2 separate regions of the Sus scrofa genome follow, and region 1 is linked to region 2. Evidence: chromatin contacts called from public Hi-C data. All regions are on one chromosome and are shown on one strand. Each heading gives the region's core, a stretch centred on a gene start, on an enhancer-like site or on the middle of the called end of the contact. The rest is flanking DNA. Distances are from core to core; before and after follow the strand shown. Region 1 overlaps CNTFR (ciliary neurotrophic factor receptor subunit alpha). Region 2 holds the start of RPP25L (ribonuclease P protein subunit p25-like protein).

Evidence for each region. A called contact is a pair of places that touch in the nucleus more often than the background predicts.
Region 1: a Hi-C map of skeletal muscle shows a contact between it and region 2, with 2.7 times the contacts expected there. The contact joins the enhancer-like site here to the promoter of RPP25L in region 2. A contact is called at or near these places in 1 of 5 promoter capture datasets (liver), 22 of 47 Hi-C or Micro-C datasets (adipose tissue, alveolar macrophages, embryonic fibroblasts and 12 more) and 1 of 2 datasets of contacts at active chromatin or transcription factors (skeletal muscle).

Annotation. Positions count from the first base shown.
Region 1 is chr10:32,251,150-32,255,538 of Sscrofa11.1, forward strand. It overlaps CNTFR (ciliary neurotrophic factor receptor subunit alpha), which reads left to right. Exons shown (of 11, transcript XM_021064676.1): 11 at 1-263. Among named protein-coding and RNA genes, the nearest start is that of ENHO, 20 kb to the right of the region's middle. Within about 2 kb of position 1,497, at least 2 of the 83 cell types and tissues checked have an H3K27ac peak or open chromatin away from gene starts, as enhancers often do. A contact at or near this core is called in adipose tissue and skeletal muscle, where this site is marked.
Region 2 is chr10:32,186,860-32,190,970 of Sscrofa11.1, forward strand. It overlaps RPP25L (ribonuclease P protein subunit p25-like protein), which reads left to right and starts at 2,323. Exons shown (of 2, transcript XM_003130658.4): 1 at 2,323-2,419; 2 at 3,194-4,111. The coding sequence starts at 3,228. The coding sequence ends at 3,719. ARID3C (AT-rich interactive domain-containing protein 3C) reads left to right here. Exons shown (of 12, transcript XM_021064675.1): 12 at 71-380. DCTN3 (dynactin subunit 3) reads left to right here. Exons shown (of 6, transcript XR_002336315.1): 6 at 71-380.

The sequences.
Region 1 (4,389 bases), core at 247-2,746, 63 kb after region 2:
ACTCCCAGGAGCCCTTGGGGGGCCTGAGGGGAGCCCCTCACCTCCACAGTTTCTCCTCCTGTCCCTGCCTCCTGTCTGTCCCGGGGTCTCTGTTGCCACCATCAGATTATAAGCTCCTGACGCCGGGGGGGCCCAGCCATCCCCCTCCCCCCAGCGCCCACACTTTTCAATCCCCCCACCTCTGCCCCTGTTTTGTATGCCCCTCCCCCTCTCCTGCTCCTCCCCCGCAGTATTTAATGCCCTGTCAGTCCCTTCTAGTCTGACTTGATGGTAACTTGCTGTATTTGAATTTTTTATAGATGTATATACAGGGGTGGGGGGGTGGGGGGTTCTCATTAAACGTCACCATTTCATGAGTCCTTGGAACAGACCCACTTTGGAGGGTAGCCCTCGTCCAAGACCCCCTCCCCTTCCAGGGGTGGAGGAGGGTAGACGTTAGAGTTGGAGAGAGACAGCTGTTTCCAGATAGGAGCAGAGAGGCAGTTCAGCTCCTGGGCAGAGGTGTCTGGGGAGGGGGCTCTCTGCTGCTTTGGAGGGTAGGGCTCCCCCTGGAGGCCGCAGGCAGAATTGTGGGAAATGAGGGGTCCCAGTGAGGCAGGTACCACATGGGGCATCCAGTCAGCTCCAGAGGTGCTGAGGCCTATCAGCTGTGGTCTCTGGAGCCCCTTTCCACAAGTGCCCAAGCCTGGCTTTACCTACAGGGCAGAGGCGCAAGAACGGGAGGAGGAGAGTTCCCCTTGCGGCTCAGCGAGTTAAGAACCCCGCTAATATCCATGAGGATGCGGGTTCAATCCCCAGCCCCATTCAGTAGGTTAAGGAACCAGTGTTGCCATGAGCTGTGGTATAGGTCACAGAGGCCACTCGGATCTGGTGTTGCTGTGGCTATGGCGTAGGCCGGCGGCTGCAGCTTGGATTTGACCCCTAGCCTGGGAACGTCCATATCCTGCCAGTGCAGCCCTGAAAAGCCAGAAAAAAAAAGAAGAAGAAGAAGAAAAAAAAAAAAAGAGGGGGAGGAGGCTAAGCCCTAGGGGTGGAGGGTTGTCATACTGCCATCCAGGAGACACAGTGCAGGGTTCTAGCAGGTCATTCGGGCTTGCCAGGGCGCAGAGTGCAGAGTGGCCTGGGCAGGCGGGGAGGCTACTTGAAGGAGGCCACTTGGCATGTGACCAGGGATTGGACTTGTGCTTCAGGGCGGGAAGTGTGAAGTACAAGCTTTACCCTAGGGTTAGATTACAGTCAGGACTCAGCATGAGAGGGGGAGGAACGGGCCTTGGCTTTGCAGGGTCCTTGGCCTTTGGTCCAGCCCCACACCCTTCCAGTCCCCAGATGGGACTCCAGGTTCCCCTTGATTTCTCCTCAGAGGAGGGGTCCCTGGCTGCCTCAGACCTGCTCAGGTCCGGCGCCACCCCCTCCACCCCCCTCCAGAGGAGCCACCTCCCTGCAGCTCCTTGGCCTAGAATGCCTGAGGCTGAGGCTGAGGCCAAGTTGGCAGGCACCGCTGGCCTGGGAGTAGGGGCAAAGGGTTAGGCCAGAGTCCCAACCTGGGAGCCAGGCCTGGCCGTGCTCTGGGTGGCTGGATCAAGGAGACAAGTGGAGTTGAAGCCACGAACACCAGGGCCTGTGCACACCCCTTCCACAGCAGGCTCCCAGTGCCACACTGCCACTAAGCTGCTGACCCCCATGTCCCACACACACGCTGATGCAAACCCTCATCCTCAGACCCAGGTCAGGAAATGGGCCTTCCTTGCTGGTCTTGCCGCCTGCGAGGAGAGGTTCACGGTACCAGAAGCACTGAGGAGTCAGGCCTGCATAGGACTCCAGGCAGGTGAGCGGCTCAGAGTGCAGGTGGCTGGCTCTACTCCAGGCCAGGTACTGGAAGCCAAGAGGGGGGATCTCATGGGAAAAAAGGCCTGGTGTCAGGGTAGAGAGGCCTGGGGTTTTTCAAGCCGAGAAGCCCCAGCTATGGGAGCCCGTGGCTCCTCACGCACAGGAAGAGGCTCCCAGGATGAAGATCCTGAGACGTGACCATGGACATGTCTATGTGTCCTGGAAGCCCAGTTCTGTCTGTCTGGTTCCTGAGGTGTGGCTCAGGCCTCAGACCTGCACTCCAGGTCCAGCATGGGCAGAGGGAGGGAGGGGGTCACCCATTCTTGCAAAGGACATTGTATTCCAGGGCTGGGTCTGGACCTCCCCCATCACTGTCCTTGGGGGAGGTGGGGGCTGAAGTTAGGGGGTCTCTAGCCTGTGCTGCCTTCCTGCCTTGAGACTGGTGGTCAGCCCTGACCCACCCACCGCCCACCCAGGGCTTGGGCATCAGCAATCTGGCCTCCATTAGCGACATGGGAAAGCAATTACTTGGGGCCTGGGGAGGAGACGGAGGGGAGGGGGCCTGCTAGAACCTCGGAGGCCGATGGAGAGGAGGCCTGGGGCATCTCCCTGCCCCCAACCACAAGGGAGAGACCCAGCCCTATCCCACACCCCGAGGTGGCTGGAGGGGCATTGTCATTGCCTCTGACCAGACTAGATCGGGGCCTGGGGCGGGGGTGGGGGTGGTCATCCCTCCTGGGGGGTCCTGGCCCTTGACCTCAAAGAGGCTGCTTGTCTTGGAGGCTCTTGGCTGCTGACTGCTGCTGCCTCCCAGTGCTGTCCCTCCACATCTTTAGTTATCACCTTCAAAAAGTTATTTTTTGGCCACACCCATGGCATGTAGAAGTTCTTGGGCCAGGGATTGAACCCGAACCACACCAGTGACCCGAGCTGCAGCAGGGACAACACCAGATCCTCAACCCATGGAGCTACCAGGGAACTCCCCATATTTCTCATCTTGGTCCTGGGAACAACTATAGACATCTGTTCTTGGAGCTAAATCAGAATCTGGAGAATTAAAACTGGTAGAGGAGGGGTGCTGCTGGGGGATGTTTAGATCCCAGGCCCAAGGTGCACAGCAGCCCAACCTCTCAGTTCTTGCTCCCTCTAGGTGCGCTGATGACGGGTACCCTTCTCTACGCCCCATCCCTCCAACATTGACTTGTCCTGCCCCGTCCTCTTCTTGCTGGTCCCATTCCTACCTCTGTCTCCATCCCAGGCTATCTCTGAGCATGTCTTGGTCGTGGTCCGTATCCTTGCTGTGTTTCTGCTCGAATGTCTCTCTGCCATCTCTGTCTCTCTGTATGTCTCCTGTCTCTGCTGCCCCCTGACTCTCCAGCCCTCTCTTTCTCTGTCTCCAACCCTGTCTTTGCCTCTGTCCCTCGTCCCTGTCTCTTAGTCTTAGTCTTCTCTGCCTTCCTCTCTGTCTCTGTGGGTTTGTCCCCATCTCAGAATATGTCTCTCTGTATTTCTGTGTGTGTGTGTGGGGGGGTGCGCGCGCGCGCCTCGCCCAGCTCTGTGTCCGTTCCTGTCCCCTGCCTCCGGCAGTCCCTCCTTTGCCTCCCTCTGTGTGTTCCTGCCCCTGGTGCAGACCCCAGCCTGTGGCTGCCATGCCTCGCTGGTGTGAACCGGGGGCTGTCTGGGCTTCTGCTGCCCCCTCTCGGCCACCTGCCTGCCCTTCATTCTCCCGGGCGGGTGGCGATCAGCACGTACTTCCCACATCTGCCTTGAGCAGAGAGGGAGGTGGTCAGGAGACAGCAGGCAGGAACACCTCTGCACGGCCTCCAGCTTTGAGAACTCCCCAGAGCCGGTGAGCTCACTACCTCCCCAGGCTGGGATGCTGAGAACGTTCCCTCTCACATGGAGAGAACAGAATGCTTGGCTGCAAACCCAGCGCCCTGTCCTGCACCTGTGTGTCTTTCTGTCTTGAGGCCCACTTGTTTGCCATGCCCACAGCCCAGAGCTCCTTGTGGAGATAGGACCTTCAGAGGGTAGCATCTGCCTGGAGATGTAGGGCTAAAGCCCTGGGGACAAGGATTGGAGTGGGGTCCTCACACCCCTTTTCTCTCCTCAGAGAAGGGTGGAGAGGAAGGGGGTCTGGGGAGGGGCATCTGATGTAGCCCGTCTGAGGAGAGAGGCTGGAAGGGACTTTATCTGCGAGAACCACTCTGATGGGGAGGGCTAATCTGAAGGTGAGTGGGTCTGACAGGGTCTGTGTGACAGGGTTAGTCTGAGGGGAGGCTGATCTGGGACAGGCTGCTGAAGAGATCTTGTTTGGAAGGGCCAATCGGAGCTAGAGAAAGTCTGAAGGGTCCAGTCTGAGGAGACACTGCTCTGAAGCACATGGGTCTGAGAATAGGATCACCAACTAGTCCAGCTTCCCCTGTTTTAACACTGAATATCTTGAGTCCTGCGAGAACCCCTCAGTCCCAGGCAAACTGGCAAAGCTGGTCACCCTAACTAGAGAAGGTCTCGCCTAACAGCAAAGTCCGATGCTCTGATGGGAGAGGCCAATCTGTGAGC
Region 2 (4,111 bases), core at 1,073-3,572:
CTTCCGACAGGTACAAAAATCTCTCCACTCCCTCTTTCAGACTCCTGTTCTCACCTTGACCTTCAATCAGACAATGCTTCTCTCCAAGCAGTTTGTGCAGTGGGATGAACTACTTTGCCAGCTAGAGGCTGCCAAGCAAGTGAAGCCAGCCGAGGAATGATGGCTGCTGCCCACCCCAGGTGGATCAGGACAACCAGGCTTCAAGCCCTGGGACAACCTGCCCTTGTAACAGGCAGAGCAGAGGCAGCTCTCTATTTATTGGATTCACACCCTACCTAGACAGGCTTAGGTGGGGCTCTTGCTACTTGAGATTTGCTATTTGCGCCCCTCCCCTCATCAGTGTCCTAGTCCAGTGACAATAAACTGTGGAGATCATTGAAGGAGTGTGCCAGCTTCCTGATCCAGGATGGGGGTGGTGGTGGGGATAAGGGTGGTGGAGGCCAGAGAGTGGCATCAGCCTTCCTAGTAGTTTGGACCAAGAGCTATACTCATTAGTCTGGCTTTCTGGGAAATGTAGAGCTCTCATGACAAATGCTCTCATTTGCTTGATGTGAGTGGACATTCGTTTATGTGTCCATTTATCCCACATTTACCAAGTACACGCTAAATGTCAGATGCCAGAGTTACTCTTGTGGCGCCTAAGAAGTGAATCCGACTAGACCCTAAAAAGACAAAAAGACCAAAAAAATAAAAAGAGAGAGACATTGTTTGGAGTTCCCGTCGTGGTGCAGTGGTTAACAAATCTGACTAGGAACCATGAGGTTGTGGTTCGATCCCTGGCCTCGCTCAGTGGGTTAAGGATCTGGTGTTGCCATGAGCTGTGGTGTAGTTTGCCGATGCAGCTCGGATCTGGAATTGCTGTGGCTGTGGCTGTGGCCAGCAGCTACAGCTCTGATTAGACCCCTAGCCTGGGAACCTCCATATGCCAAAGGTGCAGCCCTAAAAAGACCAAAAAAAAAAAAAAAAAAAAAAAAAAGAAAAAGAAAAAGAGAGAGAGAGAATCCAACTAGTAACCAGGAGGTGGCAGGTTTGATCCTTGGCCTCGCTCAGTGGGTTAAGGATCTGGCACTGCCAAGAGCTGTGGTGTAGGTCGAAGATGTGGTTCAGATCTTGCGTTGCTGTGGCTGTGGACCAGAAGCTGTAGCTTGGATTGGACCCCTAGCCTGGGAATCTCCATATGCCACGCGTAGCCCTAAAAAGAAAAAAAAAAAAAAAAAAAAAAAAAATTAAAAAGGTCAGATGCCAACCAGGTGGGAAGGACACAGATAGGGTCCACCTGATCCCTACCCTTTACAGCCTAGCTAGGGAGACAGTCAAGGAAAAGGGAAGGGGACCAGGTGGCACCAGGGTTCTTTGTGGCACAGAAGAAAAAGGAAAGTGGGGGACATCCCTGGAGGGTGATACACAGGGTCTTTGAGAGCCGAGGTTGCAGCATGTGCAAAGGCAGAGGGGAGCTTTTAAGTTTTTTTCTGGGGAGCCTACTTGGTGCTATACCGAGAAGGGGAGCCTAAAAGAGGTTTGGAGACGGGGATTTTAGTTGGGTGCGGGGGTGGTTGGAAAGGAGAAGGGGCAGGTTGGAGCCGAGAAACAGTGGCACTTCACTCCACCAAGTGTTTGCTGCCCCCTTGTGGTCTCAGGGACTGCTGTGCCTCCAGGCCCCTTTCATCCGCCGCCGGCCTTCCACCCCACCCGCGCGGTCTCGTTGGCATTTCGAATTGAGCTCGTCTGATACTGGGAGTCATCCTAGACTCTTCCCTCTTTCTCCGTCGGAACAGTCGCCAAACCTACTTCCTGTTATCTTCCAAATGAATCTACTTCTCCCCATTACTCTGCCATTTCTCTAGTTCATTCTTTCAACAAATAATTTAACAAATATTTGAGCCCTATCATACGCTGGTCCATGTGGACACGCCCCCGGGAGTCACCAGCGGATGCGGCCGGTCCCCGCTCCCTTCTGCGCTGCGGCCAGAGTGAGCTGTGCCAAAAAGATCTGGTTTGACCTGCGCCTGATGAAACCTCCCCGTGATACGCCAGTGTCCACAAGATGAGGTCTAGACTCAGAACTCTGTGACCAAAGTTCTTGTCCCCGCAGCAGCAGCCCCCCTCTTGCTCCCGTCCGAAGTGAAACCCGCTGCTCTGCCTTTGTTACTGCACTGTGTTCAACAGAGGTCAAATCCTTCACTTCCTTCCGACGGGAGACGACTCCTAATACCCTCATGCCACCGGCCCTCGCGTCGCGGCTGGGCTCATACCCACAAGCTGCCGTCGCGGCCGCTCTCAGTTTGTGGGCAGAGTCGCCTCTGGTCCTGTCTCCTGAGGCCCCGCCCCGTCCGGCGTGCGCGGCCCCGCGGCCTCGGCGCGCCCCCGTCCCGCGCCATTTTGGACTAGGAGCGAAGTGGTAGAGTGCGTGGCTGCTGTGGTGAGAGCTAGAACCCAGCGGGGTGAGGGCGCCCGGAGTCGGGGGCAGGAGAGGGGAGGCCGGCTGCTGGGCCGCTGCGCCCGCCTGGACACTGGGAGCAGCCCGGGGCGGTGGCGGCCGCGGACCGGCCGCCAGGAGTAGCCCGAGCAGCCCTCCACGCTATCCCCGACTTACTGAGTGACCTGGGTTAGGGGAATCGACCCAGGGGATCTTTGGGCGAGGGATGCTCGGCCCTGTCCTGGAGGTCCTGGAGTTGGGGAGGGGGTCACTTCTGCCTTTGAGGAGCTTTTGGAAGAGGGGTCTGCCTTGGGGAGCTTGGGGTGTAGAGGCTTGGCCCTGCCCTCCGGGAGCACGAAGTGAGGGAACCTTGTCCTCGTCCCTCCTTGGAGAGTCCAGGGAGAGGAGCACAAAGTCTTGTTCTCAAGCAGCCTGGGCCGAGGGCCCCAGCCCTGTCCCAAGGCGCCCCAGATGAAGGAAGTTCGTTACCAGTGCTGGGCAGCTTGGGATGAGGGGGCTCGGCCAGTGGGGAATCTGGTCCTGTCTCTGGGACTGCGGGGGTCGGGGGAGGGTTATGGCTCTGTCCGGAGGAAGGGGATACAGCCCCCTGTCAGGGGGAGGCAGGCATCCCTGCTCTGGGGGTGAGGGGATGTGGTCCTGTTCCTGGGAAGTCTGGGTTGAGGAGCACAGCCATGTCCTAGGGAGCCAGGGATGGGGGGTGGGGTGGGGGATGGCCTGGGGCACCTTGCCTAGCATTCCTCTGACACCTCCCTGCAGCGGGCAGCAAGATTGAGACCCAGCAGCAAGCGAGATGGAGCACTACCGGAAAGCTGGCTCTGTGGAACTACCAGCACCTTCCCCAATGCCCCAGCTGCCTCCTGATACCCTGGAGATGCGAGTCCGAGATGGCAGCAAGATCCGCAACCTGCTGGGACTGGCGCTGGGGCGGTTGGAGGGTGGCAGCGCCCGGCATGTGGTCTTCTCAGGTTCTGGCCGGGCTGCCGGCAAGGCTGTCAGCTGTGCCGAGATCGTCAAACGGCGGGTACCAGGCCTGCACCAGCTCACCAAGCTGCGCTTCCTGCAAACAGAGGACAGCTGGGTGCCAACCTCACCTGACACTGGCCTAGATCCCCTCACAGTCCGCCGTCATGTGCCTGCGGTGTGGGTACTGCTCAGCCGGGACCCCTTGGACCCCAATGAGTGTGGCTATCAGCCCCCAGGGGCACCCCCTGGCCTGGGCCCCATGCCCAGCTCCAGCTGTGGCCCCCGACCCCGAAGAAGGGCACGAGACACCCGGTTCTGAGGACCTGCCAAGCAAGCTGTTCTCCAGGCCTGAATGTCTAGGATGGCTGTGCCTTCTTTGAGAAGCCCTGTAACTGCTCAACATCCCCATCTAGACTTGAGGTTACAGAAGTGGACCTCCCTGTCCTACTTCAACTTCCCTCTGGCTGGTGGAAAGGGACTGTGATGAAGAGTGACAGGTGTGGGGTCTCTGCTGAGTTCTGGATTGCTTAAGAGGAGCTTATTCTGCCTTCCACCTACAGTGACTCTGATCTACCTTCTGACAGAGGTCTGAGGAGTGGGTTAGGAAATAAAAGTTCTGCCCATTTGATAAGCCTCTGCTCGGCCTGCTGTGTGGAGGTGGGATTAGGGGAAGAGGAGTCCTTGCCCTTGACCCCCAGGAGCTCACAGGTG